2 separate regions of the Danio rerio genome follow, and region 1 is linked to region 2. The links are chromatin contacts, called in public HiCAR-type maps. All regions are on one chromosome and are shown on one strand. Each heading gives the region's core, a stretch centred on a gene start, on an enhancer-like site or on the middle of the called end of the contact. The rest is flanking DNA. Distances are from core to core; before and after follow the strand shown.

Region 1 (2,770 bases), core at 270-2,769, 160 kb after region 2:
CTTCCTTCATCCTTCAAAATATCTTCTTTTGTGTTCACAACAGGTTTGAAACCAGCATTTTCATTTTCAAACTATCACCTAAAATTTGCTTGCTTAAATAAAACGAAAAACTTTTAGATTTATTTATTTGATAATTGTTTATTAACAAAACACCTAATACTAAACTAGTTGGTCGAATCTGGAAGGAAGGAAGCAAGGAATGACGGAGGGGAAGAAGGAAGAAATATAATGGACAGAGATGCTCACTCACATTCTGAGCCCCAGGAGAAGTTTCCGCTGTCCAGCCTCAGTGCACGGTATTTCTTATTTCCTCCACGCACGCGCACCGTGTGAATACGGCGGGGGCCAATCTAAAAGGTTTAAAGATAATTACAATTGTTTATTTGATTTCTGCTGTTCATATTGTGTGAAACAGTTTTGTAATATAGACTGTCTCTCTGCATAACATATCCATGTATAGCAAGGTCTAAACTCAATTCCTGAAGGGCCGCTGCTATGCGTAGTTTAGCTCCAACACACACCTGCTTAATAGTCTCTAGTAGTCTTGAACACCTTGATTAGTTGCATCAGCTGTGTTTGATTGGAGTTGGAGCAAAACTGTGCAGAGCTGCAGCTCTCCAGGAATCAAGTTTGAGACCCATGATCTATAGATAAAGAGACGTGTAGTAGCCTAACGAGTTCTACTAGAGCAGAGGTGTCAAACTCAGTTCCTGGAGGGCCACAGCTCTGCACAGTTTAGTTCCAACCCTGCTTAAACACAATAACCTGGAGGTTTAAAACAAGCCTTAAGGGCTCAATTAGTTTGGGTTAAGACAAAACTATGTAGAGCTGTGGCTCTTCAGGAACTGAGTTTGATGCCTAGAGTAAAGTATTACACCTTTGTGTTTGCTGGAGGCCGACCCAACTCATACTTTCTTTTCTTATGGTACGGCTTCCGTTTTCCTCCGGTTTTACGACGCTTGTGCCAGTGATCCCTGGAGATTCCTGAAGAGAACAGATACCAACAGAATAAATAAATGAGTTCAGTGTCATTATGGTTTGGATAAAGTGAAATTATGAATAGACCTTGTTATTCTTTTTATCTATTTCAATGTAAGCTACAAACTGTTTAGGCTAGGTCAGTCTGTCTTGACGATGTTATTGTTATTTTCAGTATCTAACGTAGAAGGAAGCGTTGTATCTGCGCATTGCAACTGTCGCAGATATTGAGCTGCGAAATACCAGTGCTGGATATTTTTGATGGTTCAGTACATTCCGATCATGATTTTCACTACTGTTAGTGGTGGAAAAACAAATACAGGGAGAGCTAGACATGTAATAGTTTCTGGATTAGCAATAAGAACCGCCATTATGCTATGCTGTTTATTCATACACAAAAGCACTAAATCACGTTTATATGTCCATAACATGATCTGACATTTATGTATTGGACGATGTCGACAATGCTGACAGAACTGCGTATTGAAGCTATTCCCTTATAAATACTTACCCATTCCTGGGTCGCTTTGAGGCTACAATTTGCCGTGTTGCCAGGTCATTGAAGCAAAACCCTTTCAACTGAAAATATAAATTTTTCAAATCGCTATCAAGTGGTTCGTTTGGTGTCCTCGACGGATGCTTTTGCACTCTGTATGCGAGTTCCACTTAGTTAAATCCGCTAATCTAATTTAAAACGGATCTTTTCAAAAACAAAAATAGAGAAACATAGTTGAAAATAAAGGACTTGGCAACACGCTGCCTGTATCCTTTCAGTACTCCCACGTGTACACATGGTGCCATCTAGTGCCAGTCACTGGTATTAATTGACAATTTAGACAGCAGAAGGCTGAAAAACAATCTGACCCATCATAGTGACTTAAAATGACATTACACTTTATTTACATTCAAGTTATTTTGGTTTTGATAATGTAAGCTGGACATTTCACCTCTCTCCAAATGCAAAAAGCATAAGTAGCATATATCCCTGAAAAATTACCTTTACATACTATATCTGATATGAGGTCAGCGGTTTAACAAATCCTTTTAACCCTGAACACTAAAGAACACCAAGAATGCAGTAATGGAATGTGTAAGGGGATGCAGCATTTGTCTATTCCTCTCCCCAGCGTGTGGCTCAAATGCTGTTAAGACTTCTTGCTCTTCCTCTTTATGTAGCTCTGGTAGTAAAAGTTGCTGAAAAGTATGATGAGACTGACACAGTAGGCAAACACAACTGCATTCATGGAGTCAGGAAATTCACACTCAGTGAAGAGGTTGTATCCAGTGTGAACAGTCAGCAAAATAAACTGGACCTGTAATGAGATGTGGTTCATATTAATCTACCAACTAATCTCTATTGAAGCAATTTATTTTAAATCGATGTAAAATTGTTAATAAATGAGGTAAAAGTGGTTTTTTTTTATGTATGAATGGACTAAAATTAGCCAGATTAGCAGTGTGTGTATGTACATGTGTGTGTCTTGTGTATACCAGCTGCAGTGAGGTGAGATAGCGCTTCCACCACAGATATTTCTGCAGATGAGGGCCCAGAGCTGCCAGACCATAGTAAGAATACATCCAAATATGAACAAAAGTGTTCAGCAGCCCTATAAAAAATGCTGAAACAATAAAATGACAATATTCTGTTTTTAGAAATGCACATGTCATATTATGGGTTTAATATACACTCACCAGCCACTTTATTAGGTACATCTGTCCAACCACTCATTACATTCGGAGGGTGAGCCACAGCCTACCTGTATATTGTTGCTGACCATGTCTATCCTTTTAT
Region 2 (2,867 bases), core at 217-2,716:
AGTAATGTTGTTCATCTCATCCACCACCACAGGGCATGGAGGGTCTTCTTTGAGCAGGGTCCGAGCCGCAGCAAGCCTCTCCTCCAAGTTTTTGTGCACGCTGATATCCACATTGTTTTTAAAGGCCCATGCATCTATAACAATTATGCAAATGACTCTGCGTTATATAAACACATCCTATTGTTGCATCAAGGCTGCTGTAAACTTGCTACAGTATTGTGATTGTTATTACCAGTTGCATGAGCTTCAGCAAGGTAAACAATGAGGAAATCTGCGACATTGCTGAAGTCCTTGACAAGCTGTTTGAACTCGTCAAGTTTGTAGAGAAACGGGGGTCAGGTGCAGCTTCCGAAACTCAGAACCAGTGGACGATTACCTTTAAAAAAACAAATGAAGAATGGATCAGTACAGTAGCGTTCATATAATGATTTATTATAAATATAATAAGAATTATAATTTTAAAATAATATAATAATTTAAATAAAATCAAAACAAATTCACATATGATAACCAAACTTGCTACTAATAATAGTAATTATAAATTTATAACATTAAAATAAATGTAATTTAATGTAATAAGCAAATAATTAAATGCAAAAAAAGTCCTGTGACCTGAGAGCTTAATTAAAATAGTGCAATAATAATAAATAATAAAATATTGTTAAAATAAAATATTAATTGTGCAGTAAGTTTAGTTATTTTAATTAAGAAAATCAATATTCACTAAGCAAGTGGAACTAAATCGTAGAGTTGTGCAGTCAGTTTAGATTAAAACAACAATTATTATTTAATATCCATTTCTAACATATTGGAAATATTCTAATTATTCTAATACATATATAATTTACATAATTTATTTACTTCATATGCATCCTACCTAGAGACAAAAAGATGCCTATGAAGTAAATACGTTATGCAAATTATTATCATATTTATTAGATTAACATGATAATAATTTGCATGTTATTTACTGTACCTTTAAGAAAACGATGAACGCTCGTCTTCTGTCGGTCCAGGGTAATTAAAGCACTGTCCGGAGCGGCGTGTCCCTCAAACGCCTCGAGGCCCAGCGAGCACCAGTTGACGAAGAACAAGGTTTTAATGAACGCCAGAGAGAAGAAAGCCGGTCCCCAGTCTTCGTATCTGAATTTGGGGTTTTGGGTCATCGTGGACCTCTCCCCCATTTTCATATGGATTTTCCTCATGCGTCCAGGGGAAATAAATGACAGGAGCTTCAACATGGACATCTGCAGGATCGCAGCGCACACCATCAACACGGCTGATATATAAACAAAAAGTTTTCTCAGCGCAAATCCCACTGCGGACCCCATCGTGAGAGATTTGCGAGTGCACGCGTCGTGCTGTAAACACTTCACCAACTAAAACGATATCAAAGTTCGCCTGCTTTACCAAAGAGGCGTGCCATCCTCTAAAACACAACATTATATCACGGAGATCAGGAGAATCGAATCAAAGCCTTCGCTCATGATTATTTATTAGTTGCGTCAGAACGTCACTCTGCGTAATTACTATTCATGAGATAGAATTCCATAAGTTTTTGGCTCTATTAAATGTTCGATACTCATGGCGATACTACTGATTACATCTAAACATTTGCCTGCACATGTTTAAGGACCGGTTTTCGGTAAAAAATAAATAAAGCAGAAATACTGATATTGTGTAAGATTAAGTTTATAAAATAAGATTATATAAAAAGTTACACGCTCTGCTCACGCGCCGCTGACGCTTGCGGTGTGAAACAGGCGTTACAGTCCTGTAACCAGCCTGATATAAGGGGTGTTTTTTTCTCTCAAAATGTGTACCTTTTTGCAGTTATTCGCCTCATTTGTTATATATTTATAAGATTTAAATACTGCATTTTAGTCACATTTTAATAAGTATTTAAAGTTGGATTAGCTTGTCGGGTGGTCATCATAAAGACGCATTTTAATACCAAATTTTTGCCTAAAGATTTAGAATATAGAAAAATTACTAAATACTTATTTTTAAAATACAACCATATCTCATTAGAAAAAATAAGAGTCTGTTAAAGTTTTGAATTAAAAACTAGCTTATTGCCATTTATTAGACAAATAACAAACTGGCCAGCACATTCAACTTTTCTCAGTCAGTAACTTAATAACACTAGCCCAATTAGTTCTCAAATTATATTAATACGCGCTACTTTTGGTGCTTTTTATGGATATTTTGTTTCATGAATAAGTTTCAACATTTAGAATAAAAGTTACTTGTAAAATGTTTTTTTCTATTTAAAAACAATACAGTAGTGAAGAAGACTTCACTTGCATCCAATTGTATGTTTTCTTGCAAAAATGGATGTTGGATTGATAAAAAAATAATAGTTTGCACTGGCCAAAACTAATAAACTGAATCCCGTTGAAACTGAAATTATCATTATTATAATTTTTTATTACTCAAATGGCCAAATTCTGACTGGAGAGTTTTTTTTTTTTTTTTTTTTTGGGCCAGTTTGTTAATAGCTAATACATGACAGCAGGCCACAGCTTTTAATAAAAAATTGTAACAAATTCCTATTTTTTTTACCCCAAGTAAAATATATTGTAATGAATTTGTTTTTTAACTATACGTAGCCTATTTTTCATATTTCTCTGTTCTAAATCTTTAGAAAATGTTTAATACATCCAAAAGTGACCATCTGCCAAACTAATCTAGCAAAAAAATTAATTATTTATATGTGCTTAATGTCGCTAAAACGCAGTATTTAAACCTCCTAATTAAATGAAAAATTGAAAAATAAACGAATAACTGCAAAAAGTCCACTTTAAGTCCACAAAAAGAACCACTCTATTTACCCGGCTGGCTAGAGGCTTGTCATATCAGAAGCC

The links. HiCAR-type assays count read pairs that join an accessible place to other places.
Region 1: a HiCAR-type map of caudal fin shows a contact between it and region 2, with 9 times the contacts expected there. The contact joins the promoter of rps8b here to the promoter of dio1 in region 2. A contact is called at or near these places in 5 of 18 Hi-C or Micro-C datasets (caudal fin, embryo, fin fibroblasts and 2 more) and 2 of 4 datasets of contacts at active chromatin or transcription factors (caudal fin and embryo).

What each region holds. Positions count from the first base shown.
Region 1 is chr8:20,058,162-20,060,931 of GRCz12tu, forward strand. It overlaps rps8b (ribosomal protein S8b), which reads right to left and starts at 1,520. Exons shown (of 6, transcript NM_001134683.2): 1 at 1,490-1,520; 2 at 878-984; 3 at 251-350. The coding sequence starts at 1,493. It overlaps elovl8b (ELOVL fatty acid elongase 8b), which reads right to left. Exons shown (of 8, transcript NM_001204524.1): 7 at 2,470-2,597; 8 at 1,851-2,291. The coding sequence ends at 2,124.
Region 2 is chr8:19,900,877-19,903,743 of GRCz12tu, forward strand. dio1 (iodothyronine deiodinase 1) reads right to left here and starts at 1,467. Exons shown (of 5, transcript NM_001324404.1): 1 at 977-1,467; 2 at 233-376; 3 at 1-134. The coding sequence starts at 1,331. The region is part of intron 1 of glis1b (GLIS family zinc finger 1b); the gene reads left to right.